Linked DNA regions of Mus musculus: regions 2 and 3 are each linked to region 1. The links are chromatin contacts, called in public promoter capture Hi-C maps. All regions are on one chromosome and are shown on one strand. The core of a region is the stretch at or near the end of the contact, and the rest is flanking DNA. Distances in the headings are between cores, read along the strand shown.

The links. Promoter capture Hi-C pulls out the DNA fragments that hold promoters and counts their contacts.
Region 2: a promoter capture Hi-C map of hippocampal neurons shows a contact between it and region 1, with 4 times the contacts expected there. The contact joins the enhancer-like site here to the promoter of Alg2 in region 1. A contact is called at or near these places in 2 of 39 promoter capture datasets (cranial neural crest and hippocampal neurons) and 4 of 115 datasets of contacts at active chromatin or transcription factors (astrocytes, embryonic forebrain, embryonic stem cells and 1 more).
Region 3: a promoter capture Hi-C map of stem cell-derived epiblast-like cells shows a contact between it and region 1, with 6 times the contacts expected there. The contact joins the promoter of Plppr1 here to the promoter of Alg2 in region 1. A contact is called at or near these places in 3 of 39 promoter capture datasets (hippocampal neurons, liver and stem cell-derived epiblast-like cells) and 1 of 115 datasets of contacts at active chromatin or transcription factors (astrocytes).

The regions. Positions count from the first base shown.
Region 1 is chr4:47,471,657-47,475,887 of GRCm38.p6, forward strand. Alg2 (asparagine-linked glycosylation 2 (alpha-1,3-mannosyltransferase)) reads right to left here and starts at 2,711. Exons shown (of 2, transcript NM_019998.3): 1 at 2,283-2,711; 2 at 1-802. The coding sequence starts at 2,630. It overlaps Sec61b (Sec61 beta subunit), which reads left to right and starts at 3,005. Exons shown (of 4, transcript NM_024171.2): 1 at 3,005-3,097; 2 at 3,256-3,353. The coding sequence starts at 3,095.
Region 2 is chr4:48,614,825-48,619,410 of GRCm38.p6, forward strand. Tmeff1 (transmembrane protein with EGF-like and two follistatin-like domains 1) reads left to right here. Exons shown (of 10, transcript NM_001356272.1): 4 at 133-159; 5 at 2,408-2,507. Among named protein-coding and RNA genes, the nearest start is that of Tmeff1, 32 kb to the left of the region's middle. Within about 2 kb of position 1,692, at least 15 of the 459 cell types and tissues checked have an H3K27ac peak or open chromatin away from gene starts, as enhancers often do. A contact at or near this core is called in hippocampal neurons, where this site is marked.
Region 3 is chr4:49,056,486-49,060,775 of GRCm38.p6, forward strand. Plppr1 (phospholipid phosphatase related 1) reads left to right here and starts at 2,977. Exons shown (of 8, transcript NM_178756.4): 1 at 2,977-3,132.

The DNA.
Region 1 (4,231 bases), core at 1,461-3,960:
CTTTTAAGGATGGTTTGTGGATGAACTTCTCCATGGCTTCTGAGAAGTGCACTGGGTCTGGCTCACACAGGAACCCCGTGACCTTGTGGACAATGGACTCCAGGGGCCCACCGTTATTAACAGCGATGACTGGGCACTGCATGTACATGGCCTCCAGAGGGACGATGCCAAAGTGCTCGTTGCTCGGAGTGTAGAGCACACACAAGCAGCCGTGGAGGAGTGAGATCTTCTGTCTGTCCGAGAAGGACCGCAGGAAGGTCACATGACGCTCAAGGTCTGACTCTTGGACCATTTTCTTCAACTCCTTATAGTGCTCCACGTTCTCCGGGATCCTATCGTCATAACCACCGGCCATGAAGAGATGAACCTTATCCCACTCTTGAGATGGTAACCGATTCCGAAGCTGCACCAAGGATCTCAGTGCCAAGGGCAGATTTTTCTTCCTTTCGTATCGGTTGATAGAGAGGAACAGGAATTGCTTCCCCTTGGGGACGAGGTCATCTATCTTTTCAGGAATAGCCAAGTCAAAGCTGCCGATATTCAGAGATGGGTAGAGCACATCAGGATTTCTGTGAGACAGGGTCTTGAAGGTTTCTTTAAAGACGGAAGCAGTGTACTGGCTGTTGACCAAGATGCGGTCTGCCATGCCTGTGGTGTATTCCTCGATCCAGTCGATGGGGGCCCTGTAGAACTTCTTCAGAGCTGAATTTCTCTGAGTAAGCAGCAGATCTGGGAAGTGACAGTAAAATAGGACCCTCTTACGCCGTCTGGCCAGTTTGAACACCGGGATACAGGCAGACACCTAACCAAGGTAAAACAGTAGATAAGTGACTGGTCGCCTTAACCTCCTTGGCCATAAGCCTTTTCCTGGTTGACTAGCTGCCTGGTATTACTGAATCCATAGGACCTGGGTAAATGTCTGCATTAACCATGAACATACGGCTTCCTCAGGGTGGTTCAGTGCAACTCAGGATCATAATTAAAGATTCCCTGGAGCAACTGTGGCTATTTCCACATGTCAGCTTAGATAAGAGCACTGGGTAGCCAAGTATAGACCTTGGAAGAATAAGGTGACATCATTGTAAGTAAAGGCTGGAAACTGTTACTGACATTTACAATGACCATGACTATCAGGAGATTCCTCAGAGGACTGTAAGAAGTGAAATAAATGCAGTATTAGGATGTCATATCTAGTGTCACACCTAGGATCACACACACACACACACACACACACACACACAGCAATGTTAGTGTCTTTTAGGGAAGACTGAAATATTTACAGGACAGGGGACTTTCCAGTCACTGAAGAGACTGATGTGGATCTTGAATATCAATAAGCAAGATGTTTCAAATTTTTGCAGAACAAAAGCAAAAAGTCCAACAGCAGGTAAACTGGATCCCAGCTGTGTACATATAAGATGTAGCAGGAAACAGACACATATACTACCAGGGCCACACATCACTTCTGGAAGGATGCAGAAGACACTGTTGACAATGGCTCGCCCTCTCAAGGATGGGGACAGGGAATTTTTACATTATACTTCCTATTTGAACTTTTACTCCTGAGTAAATGTTACTTCTTAATTAAAAAAAAAAAAACACTGAGGACTGAGGGTTGGCTCCAGGAATGTTGGGTATGGCAGTGCACACCTGTCCAAAAGTCTAGCTCAATCTTTCAGTTCCAGGTTCAGTGAGAGAGCCTGACTCCAATGTTCAGGTGAATATTAGCTGACCTCTGGTTTTGATATGCAAGCTCAGACACTTGTATAGACAAAATAACTGGATTTTTCTCCAAAGACCAATGGGGACCCTAATGGGGAAACGATATGTTTAGCTTGACTTTAATCCGTGGCACTGCTAAGTACTGGAATGGCAGTATTAGAAAGACTGGAAGGGTGGGATGGATGGGACCTGAAAGCAGAGACAAAGGAATAACGGAGAAGAAAGAAGAGTAAATTGAGTCACATACAAGGTGTGGCCGGAAGTCGTCTTTTAATGCCAGCAACCACCTGGATCCAATCATTTTAGTCCCAAGGCTAAACATTTAAAATGCAGACACATAAGCCCTACCTCAAGGATCTTCAACGAAAGGAAGGGGGCGGGGGAGAGATGTCCCTGAGATCTGCCATTTTAAAGGGTCTATCCATACTAAAATTGGTGGCCGTTCTCTCCCTGGGGACTCCTGCTGGACAGTTCCTAAAAACCTAGAACAGCGGTCCCTCCCCCCCTCTCGGCGCCGCCCCCCCCCCCCCCCCCCAGCCAAGAATTGGTGGCGGCCTCACCTGGTCGCACACCACCACGTCGAACTCCTCGCCGGAGAGAAACAGCACGTAGAGCGCCAGAAAGACCATGCGCACGTAGGAGCAGATGGCGGCGCCGCGGCCGCCCCAGCCCAGGCTGCGAGGCAGCCAGTCCCCTGCGCATTGCACCGAGAGCTCGCGGGTCTCGATGAAGCAGTGGTTCGGGTCGTAGTGCGCGGTCCATATCTTCACATCACAGCCGTACTCCTGCAGCGCCAGCGCCGCGTCCAGCACTAGGCGCTCGGCTCCGCCTATACCCATGTCTGGGTGCAGAAACAGCACAGATGGGCTGTAAACCCGGGAACGGGCTCGGTACAGGTTTTCGGCCATGGTAGATGAGCCGCGCTTGCGCTCTCCGCGCGAGCTTCTGCAAGCTCCTGCAAGCTCCGCCCCTGGCCCCCTCTGGCTACTGAAAGCCGAGCCAGCGCAACTACGCCTGCGTTAGTTTAGGCCACATCAGCGATAAGCTTGTGGGCGCTAAGAAAATGCCTGACTCAATTTCTCATGTGGACCTGTCCAAAGCTTGCAATTTGGTGATGTTTGACCATATTAAGCACGCTAAATAAATTACATAAAAGAAGCGAAAGGGCTGTACTTTCACACGGCCCAGTTGTTGTCGGCGTAATCTTTACAGGCATATCTCAGGACAGCCCAGTCATCCAAGAGTCTGCGAAGGCCCTGCCAGCCGGCCGGGGGGCGGTGCCAGAGCCTGTATCTACGAGAGTTCTGAGTGCTCGGCAACTTCACGACTTCCCTCTTCCTGCCTCCTGTGCCCACCGTTCTTAGGCATCAGCATGGTGCGCGGTCCCCGCTTCCATGGGGTGCACTAGCCCCTATCTTGGTCTTCCTTTCTGGGACCTCATTGCTCTTCCCAGCTTCTCGGGTGGGTGTGGGGTCGGGGGTGTGAAGAGGATTTGACCCGCGATGTTCACTGTTTGTCTGCTTCCCTCTGCAGCCGGGTCCAACGCCCAGTGGCACCAACGTGGGCTCCTCTGGCCGCTCTCCCAGCAAAGCGGTGGCCGCACGGGCTGCGGGATCCACTGTTCGGCAGAGGTAAGTGGCTGGGGGCTTGCGGGGGACGCCCGGTTATGGCTGGAGGAGGCTAGGTACCCAGGGTTGCATTGCATTGCTGGAAGGAGGAGTTCCAGGATGGAAAGATTAATAGGGGCCGAGTGAGCCCGAGCTGACGTGGCCATCTAGTTAGTTAAAGGCCCTTTAGGAGGGAGGCATGGTTTTCCTCTCCTTGATCAGCTGCACGCACCACTTTAGTTAAAGGTAAATTAGACTAGGATCAGGAATAACTTTAGGAAAAGCGTTGGCATAAAGCTGGTGTGTCTGAGGCTTTACCTTTCAGTCTTCCATATGGAGGTCCCATACACACTCAGTTTAACAAAATGTGTCTTACACAGTCTGTCACCCTGGTTCCCCATCCCAGCTGTGTGTGTGTCTTTCTTTTTAAGTCTATTTTGTGTATGTGTGTGTATTGCACGCACCTGTGTGTGTGTGTGTGTGTGTGTATGTATGTGTGTGTGTGCGCGCGCGCATCTCTTTCTTGCCTGGTGTCCTTGGAGGTCACCTGAAACTGCAGTTATGAATGATTGTGAGCTACCATATGAGTACTGGGGACCGATTTGGGGTTCTCTGCAGGAGCAACAGGTATTCTTAACCTCTCAGCCACTTTTCCAGCTTCAGGGTCTCCTTATTTTTAAATGTCACTGCTTATTTATAGAAATCTAGAAACTCCAGTTATTTATCTTTTTTAATTTGGTGTGTCTTCTCTGTACAGTCATATGCCATATTTCATAGGAAGACCTCACTACTTTTTTTCCTCCATTTCTGTCCCCCCAGTTTAGCCCTCAACTTCTTCTGCTTTGAATTTACACCACTATTCACCCTCCAGTTGCTCTTCCACTTAGGTTCTCTGTAAGTTT
Region 2 (4,586 bases), core at 442-2,941, 1.1 Mb after region 1:
AGTGTCTGAAGACAACTACAGTGTACTTACATATAATAAATAAATAAATTAATTAAAAAAAAAAAAGAAATGTTACTATCTGAAAAGAGAATTTCCAGGAGAAATATTTACATTTGTTGTTTCTCTTCTCAGATAACGGCTCTGGATCTGGAGAAGGAGGTAAGTTTCAATGACTTGACTATTTTGAGAGAGTACATTTGTAGCTCAGGCTGGCTTGGAACTCCCCTCTGTTCTCATGTCTTAGCCTCTCAAGTGATGGGATTTCAGGCGTGGTCCTCCATGTCCAGTTCAGATGTTCTCCTTTGATATTTAACAACGCTGAGATAAAACTCTGACACCATAAGGGCTTCCTCACTTGAAGTTCCTAGCTCAAGGACTTTTAATGATATGCAGCGTCGTGGCTCATCACCACCACCACCATCCTTACAGGGAGCTCTGTCCCCTGGCCACCAAGGCTACTTTGGCTCTCCTTGTAACCTCAGGCAGTCTTTGTTCCACAGTGTTTTCACTGAAGGTATATTGTCAGACTAAAGGGAACCCATCATAGCTCCTGTTAAATTCAGGTTACACAAGCTGACTTCTGCTCAGGATTGTCCACACAAGTGATTTTTATCATGAAACAGAACTTTGAAATCTCTTTTATTTGCTTCTATTATTTTTTTTTTTAAATCGTAAGTCATAAGGATTCTTTTTTTTTTTTTTTTTTTTAAATCTAGAGTAAGTTGTGTCTAGAAGAGAAAGCCCACAAAACAGCTCTGGTAGAATTAAGAGTTAAATCAAAAGTTTAAAAATTTTCTGTTTTAAATTTTATTTCAGAGAAAAATGGTTTCTGATGTCATAGTTGGTAATAGCATTGCAGGGCCGGAATGAGGATGACTAATCTGCCTCATGTTTAATGAAGCTGTAAATCTTACTATCTACTCTATGCACAATAATATTTGAGGTACCCTGAGGATATGTTAAAAGACCACTCACTGGGAAAAATTCAAGCGCAAGTATAAGCTGTAATTATGATCCTAGCCACATGAAACCTTGTGTCAGGCTGCGCCTTCCTCATAGGTTCCCAAAGTTTCTGAGGTGGAAGGGACTTTGAAGGACTGCAGAGAACAGAACACTTATGGGGAGGAGTGCAAGGATGGGAGTTTCAGCCGGAAAGAAAATGATAAAAGCTACTGAACAATAGGATTTGATTTAAATGGACGTGTTTAAGCTGGAGCTCTGTAATCACGTGTGAACGCTAACTTCATGAATTTTAGATCTGAGAGCAAGAAAGGATGTTAAGAGATCACATGACCTGGTCCCTGCGATCCCTGTTCCATTAGGAGCCTCAGATGCTCCTAAGATTTGTTAATATACTACAGTCCTGGCTATTTAGCTGAGAATGTAGGCTGTTGTCAGCCATCAGGGGAGCACGGGCTGGAATGTTCAGTGGTTAGCTCAGTCATGTCGGATTTCATGATGGTTCTGAAGTCTCAGAATTATTAGCTATCATGATTATTGCAATCTGTTTGGGTATTCATTTGTGTTTGAGTGCTCCCAGTCAGACTAGGCAGATAGCAGACACTGGGGAGGTTAGGTGTCTACGTTATCTGTAGACACGCCTTTTGATAAGTCCTTCACTGACTGGCTCCCCTATACGGAATTCTATCACACACCACGTCCCTCGAGGCCAGACTCCTTCCTCACAGCTGACCTCCTGGCCTTCTTTGAGAGAGCTGCAAAGACTCACTCTAGTTGAGGCCCACAGGTGCAGGTTGCCCTTGTCTAGGGACTGTGAGTTCTTTGCTGACAATGATACGTGCTCCTTCTGTGGCTGGGAAATGGGAGACTCGAAGATTTCTACATCTGCATATTTTTTTGTCTATGCTAAGTGGATCAACTAGAGAAGAGGGACTTGTAAGAGCATCCCTTTCCTCATGCTGAATCGGAGACAAATATTTCTTTTGACTGTGAAGTGAGTTTTTGTGTGTTTAGAAAGTTGGGTGTGGAGCTAGTGTGAAGGGAGGTGATGATAATACGGTTTTCGCAGGCTGTGTTCCAGCATGTCTGTGCCAGTCAGCCTCCACAGGCGCTTCTGGGCGAGGAGAGTCACAGACTGGTTTTTTGCGCATGTTTTATTTTCTTCTACTCAATATTAAAGGGCAATTCTTTAGAAACTCATTTATTAAACCTTCCGTATTGTCCCAGCACACACAGCCTAAGACGTTATTTCGCTAACCTCGCTGTGTCGTGGGGATATGTTGTTCAGTAGCCGCAGCGGTTTTTGCTTCTAACTCTGAGAGCTTTTTAGAAGTGATTCTCTCCAGAACCTTGGGCGCTTTTTCCTTCAAAAGAAGATGATGGTTCCTAAAGGCCTGGAAAGGATCCATCGCAACTTCTGCGTGAAAGGTGGACTTTTCTCTTTCAGCAGAGGAGGAAGGCTCAGGAGCAGGGGCTCACAGGAAACATTCCAAGTGTGGACCGTGCAAGTACAAGGCCGAGTGTGACGAGGATGCGGAGAACGTTGGGTGAGTTGTGGGGAAAGGCGCGGATTGCTTTCTAGGCCACTTCCCCCGCGTTGTGGGAAGAGCGTGCTACCCTGGCCTGGAGGTTCTGCGCATGCGTACTTACGTTTTGACTATTGCTGTTAGCCCTTAGCTAGTCTGACCGTCTCACATTTTAAGTTGATGTTGCTACAATAACTGTTTAAATGTTTAGAATGAGAATCAGTATACAGTTTTTGAGTTCTATCTGTGTCCTTTTAAAAATAATTTTGATAGCTGTTTTAAAAAGGTAGCTGTGATACAAGCCCCAGGACACCCCCACCCAAAGAGCCAAAGAATAGTTCCCGCGACATTCCGCCTTTCCGCCTTCCTCCGTTAGCCCCTTGGTAATCCACCACCAAGCCTGGGGACTTCGCCCCAACAAAATTGTAAACGTTGTTAGGTTTTCGTGTAAGACTCTTGCTGTATCGTGACAGCTGTGATTGGTGAGTTGACTGTCCTGGTTGCCAGTTACACTGCGATTGTAACAATGTTTTTACTTTCTGTACAACAAGGAAAAGCTTTATAAATAAAATCTTAACATTTTGGGTCTGTTTTTTTAAGAAATTGTGTATATTAATAATGATTTATTCATGAAAACTGTTGAGTTGTTCCAGTCCCCTCTGCTAGCATCTATAACGCCCAGCTTCTGTTTCTTCTCTTGCAGTTTTATGCAAAAACTTAGTGTGTTTTTGTGCATTCAGAAAAATTTAAGAAATTTTCAAAAATGTAGCTGTATTAACTGTTTTATATAATCGAAACTTATTCTTATAAATCTCAGTTTAGTAGTTCATGTGGTTTCTCTTATCCGTGTCCCGCTTACACCAAGGTGAGTTTAATGGCCAACAGACATTCGCTGAAAGAAGTACAGTGACAAGCTGGCATCAGGCAGCCGTCAGGCTGAGTTCTCCTTTCATCAGAACCATGTTTGCGTACTCCCTACCTTGTTTTTTTCCTTTCCCTACAGTGTTTAATTTGTGCATATTTGATTTTCAAAGCTTTGATACTGACTTGAGGACCTGACAGCTAGATGAATCTTATTCATTTTCTGTTTCCTCTAGTGCATAGTCAAAAACACTCATTTTAAAGAGATTTGTACTTTATTCCTTTTGTATATTATTTTTGTGCTTTTAGATCCTGTGTTTTATTCAGTGCTTAATTCTCTTTCATCAAAATAGTGTATTAATTAGCATTAATGCCCAGAGTGAGTTTATAAATCAAGACCATACCATTTTCAATGTTAGCGGCATAATATGAACTGTTTGAGGGGCATTTGGTAAAATTAGATGCTTGGTATAAATGAATATAGGAAAGTGACTTCAGAATTTTTGTTTGTTTTGTTTTGTTTTGTTTTTTGAGAGAGGTTTTTCACTGTGTAGCCTTGGCTGTCCTGGAACTCACTCTGTAGACCTGGCTGGCCTTGAACTCACAGAGCCTGCTTTTGTCTCCTCAGAGCTGGAAATAAAGACACGTGCCACAACCACCTGGCGACTTCAGAAATTTTAATGTGTGTTGTTTCTACACATTGTTTACAGGACTGGCCTGTGATTTGATGTGGGAGAACTGTTTTTTTTTTTTTTTTAATCCAAAGAAGACAGTGGTTCATAGGACAGAGAGAAATGATACCAATCTCCAGAACAGATACTGTGCTGTCCTTCCTCAAATGTTACGAATGATAAGGCATGGTGGAACAGCTCTGTGTGTGTGTGTGTGTGTGTGTGTATGCGAGAGAGAGAGAGAGAGAGAGAGAGACAGAGAGAGAGAGAGAGAGACAGAGAGAGAGAGACAGAGAGAGAGAGAGAGAGAGAAAGAATCTTTTCATTACTTTTCCTTAGGACAGTTTTATAATAGTGTTCATTCTTGTGCGCGCCGGACTGACCAGCAGTAACAACGCTGCAACAGGATCCTTCTGCACACGTTTATTGGAAGAGCTTGATTGCAGAGGCGAAGAGACCCCGAGCCCAGAACTGGTGCTGCTTATATAGGCCTAGGAGAGGCGTGTCTCATACCCGGATTGGTTATGCACTAAGCCTCATTTGCATGTTCCTCATCTGATTGGCTACT
Region 3 (4,290 bases), core at 1,727-4,226, 1.6 Mb after region 1:
CGTGCTTTTATTCAACCGTAAAGGAAGAGGAATTCGTGAAGTTTGCAGAAAGATGGATGCAACTGGAAGCATTATTTGAGCTAACACGGGCTCAGAGAGACCAGTACCATATGTTCTCTCCCATGCGGATCCTTGCCGCTAGCTATTGAGTTTGTGTATCCAGAAGGGAGTAAATATAGGTAAAGGCAGGAAACTAGAAAGGGGCCCACGTGACTTCGAAGAAGGACACTTTAAAGGAGTTGGGGTGGGGCTAGTAACAGAGTAAGGTGGAGCAGGGAATGCGGGTGTGTGTGAGAAGATACAGTGGGGAAAGTGGGGGTAAGATGAAGGACGGGTATGTGTCTGGGAGTAATCATCCAAAATGAAATGTGCCTGGAAACCGCATATGAAACCCTACTTAGCTAAGCTAATGTCAAATGTAAAGATAAATATTTTTCAAAGTTGATTGCCAAGGAAAGTGCCAGTCGGGTGGGGGGGGTGGACCTCTATTCATACGATGAGAAATAAGGGGTGCACATGCTTGCTTGAAGACACGCCTGTCTCACCGTTATGTCCATACATGAGCAGAAAGGTGAGGCTAGAATTAGTTACTATTTGCAAGGCCACGTGTCTTCATAGTATTCTTTTTACTACATGGATTTAAATACATTAGGGTGATGCGTGCGTGGGTGATAGAAGAAGCCAGAAGGGAAAATTGGGAAGCTTTGGTTTTCAACTTTTTCACTTGCACTCTCTTAGAAAAGAAAATCTCAGCTTAAAACAAAATTCAGGGTAATGAAAACGTTAACCAAAACACTGAGAGCCGCAGTTTGCAGAGAGCCATGCAAGCTAGGAAGTGTTATATGCTTTGTGTACATCGTGTCCCCCCTGAATTTTCCCCACTCCCCACATAGGAAGGTTTTATTCTTGAACTGTCCATTCATAGTTCTATAGTAGATGCAGTATAGAGGGATTCCACTTGATTCGCAGTTCCACACATGAAAGGTTCTCTTCACCTTTGACCTTGAAGCTACTTGACACTTTCAGATGGTGAAGTGGGGCCCGGGGAGATGGCTCAGCAGGTTATGGTGTCCACAATTAAACACCACAAACTTAGTTTGATTCTCAGGATCCATATATTGTGGAGGGTAAGGATTGGCTTTTGCAAGTTGTTCTCTGACCCTGCTAATATGAGAACCTTGAAATTCCTGTAAACATTGTTGATTGTTCTAAAGGGAATGTGTGTGTGTGCGCGCGCGTGCAGATCTCTCTTAGATATTTCTAAATACTGTAATAGCAAAACATTAAAAAAATAAAAACAGTCATGGTTAGGAGCCCCAAATATATGTCAGAGGTTTCATTGGAGACCCTGATCTTCCTCCTGGGTGGATGGAAATCCAACGTTACTGTTCTTTAAGCAAAGGACTCAGCTTTATTCTCAATGAGGGGGAAGGTATTGCCACCTGCCACACTTCCTGGGCAGCACTCTTTCTAAGAACCTCCTATCCTGGTGTTCTTAGTTCCCCCCCCCCGCCCCTTCCTGAACTTTGCTTTTGTTTGTGGTATTTAGACATGCTGTTTTCTCTCCTCTGTGTGTGTCCTAGGATTTGATCTAATTGTCTGCTGTTCAAGTGTCACTCAGCATTATTATTGAGAAGACAAATGGGACACAGGTCAGAGTTCATCAAGAAGGCATCTGCTTGCTAGAAGTGCACAGTGGAAGCCCTCCGAAGTGATCTTTAAGGAAAGCTTGGAAAACATTTGCCAGAGAGGGCCATCTTCTGTGCTTCTTCCTTGGAGGGATAAAAAAAAAAAACAAGTGAGTGCAAGGGAGTTCCAGAAAGTCCCCTGTTTGGGATGTCTTTTTCTAAAGTAGGGAAGCAAATGGGGTTATGTGTGCTGCTGCTGTTTGATTAAACTGTGAGAAGAAAATGGACGCTTGTTGGTGCACAAACATCGCTGAGAAAGTTTCCACTCCACTTGCTGAGTCTCTCACCTGCCAATGTCCAGTGGCTTCAGGTTACTGTGCCTTTACAGGCTCAAGTTCTCTTACTGGACTTTCTTAAGCTAACAGTTGTTCTTCCACTTAGCAGAGGGGCCAGAAGCCTCAACCTATGAGAGCCCACAATTGCTTTGGCACTGGAGACAAGCGGGGCAATGGCTGCATTGTTCTTTTTGCCCTCTTGAGTAGGCAACTGTCTTCTCCATCGGATCTTGACACGGAACAAGGCTGAATCCAGGGTCCTTGGAGAGTCACCTTCCTTCCGCTACCCTTTATGTGCCTTTCTGCCCTGAAGCCGTTAAAGCTGTTTGGACTGGACGACTCTGGACTGCCTGCCCTTACTCCTTGCTAAACACAGACTGGAAGTTGGGGGAAGAAGGAAACCCAAGTCAGAAAGCTCATTTTAGTCCAGGTGCCACCTGCAGCCCGGGTTTCCTTGTGGACTTCTCTGCATATATCATGCTTTGGCCTCAGAGATTGCTTGAGAAAGCACTAAAAATATCCAAGGCAAGAAAAACGCAGCGCTACCAAAGACTGGCAAGCAGAAGCGGCTCCTAGGTGGGTGGGGATCCTGCCACTGGCTTCCAGAGCGCGGGAGCCCTGGCGTCTCTGCTCAGGGAGCACCTAGGTAGCGGGATTCCCGGGCTGCCTTCCAGGAACCCCGCAGAGTCTCCGGTACTCCCTGGGGCACAACCCTGCAAGCTTCATGCTTCAGCTCTTGAGAGAGAGCAAGCTCGGTGCCCCTCTCTGAGCATGCGCGGTCCTCTCCCCGCCTCTACGCCCCCCCACGCCCCCTCCCCGCCGGCCTTTTGCTCCTTCCCTTTCATTAAACAAACGGGAGGTCCCAAAACCTGGACCCAACGACAAGAGGAGGCAGCAGAGGAGGCTTAGCAAGGGATGGTCGCCGAGGGGAATCTGTGATCCCGCGCACTCCCGCCCCCACCCCGCCCACGAGCGCACACACACACACACACCGCACAAACACACACACTCGCATACGCCCGTGCCGCGCGCTCGCCCGCTCGCTCTCCCACGCAAGCGGAATGCAGCAGCGCCTGAGGAGCTCGTCTGCAGCCGCTGCCTGAATGCACCTCGCCGCCTGCAGTCCGTCCGCCCAATAGGGCGCAAGGAAGGAAGCTTGGCCGCCAAAGGTGAGTGTGGTGCCCGGGGCACAGCTGAGGCTGGACATACTGGGGCGAAGGGGGCAGGTTTCCGACTGGACGAAGCGACTCAGGTGGCCCACGCCTGGCTTGCCGGTTGCAAGGTGCAGATGAAGGTAATGCCCTGGTTGTTCCGAGGAGGAGAGCGCGATCCCATCCCAGCGAGGATCTCGGCTCCTGCGAGGTGCCAGATGGACCCAGAAGAAAGCTACCCCGTCCAGGCTCGTAAACTTTCCTCTCCTGTCATTTGGAAAACGTGGAGACAAAGGGGGCGTGGAGGCGCTCTCTCGGTCCGGTTCCGCCCTTCAGACTGCATTGGGTCGAGATACCCAGCAGGGTTGCAGGGGTGGGCGTGGGGATCCGGAGACCTTTCCAGTAGCTGTTGTCAAACCCACCGCCCCAGCAGGGGTTGAGATTTCTCAGCCCCTAGCTGTAAGCGTTGCCATTGATTTTGCCTCAGGCGTGGGCACCTGCCAGAGATTCTCTTTCCTGAGCTCCAGGCGCATAGTAACAGTGTCACCTGGAGAATTAGGATGGCCAAGGGCTTTCTTGTCGACTTCGACGGTGACCGAGTTTCTAGGGTGAGGCTCGGGTCAGTGCAGGATGAGTGATGAGTTATTGAAAGGCTTGGAGTAATCACCTCCTAGAAACGCCGGGCCCCAGGGTCTCTGCTCCCGGGAGAAGGCGCTGTCTTCACAAACACCACTGCAGCAGATCTGGGAGCTGGGCTGAGACAGCTGTGTGGCAGCGGTGTCAAGCGAATCTGGGAATTTATTTTTGCCCTGGATTTTGTGGCACACACGTGTGGACTACGTGTAGGATTCTGGGCTGTTATTTGTCTTTGTGGGGATACAGGTTTTTTTTTTTGCTTTCAACCTATTCTGTGGAGATTCTTTGCCACCTGCCACCTAGTTATCTAGTTATTTCCCTACCTATTTCTCTTCTGCACCAGGGAAAAGGTCCTGAGAACAGAATTTCCATTTGAAAAGCCAGTCCCCGCTGAGATGAACTCTGAGCAAGGGTCTCTTGCGACTGGGGGAAGCCTGGAATCTAAGGGCCCTTTGAGGTAGCCAACACTGGGTCAGCAGGTGAGGCCAGACAAAGAGGAATAGAAGAGGGGCAAACGAGAGGCATTTAAAGAGGTGTGAA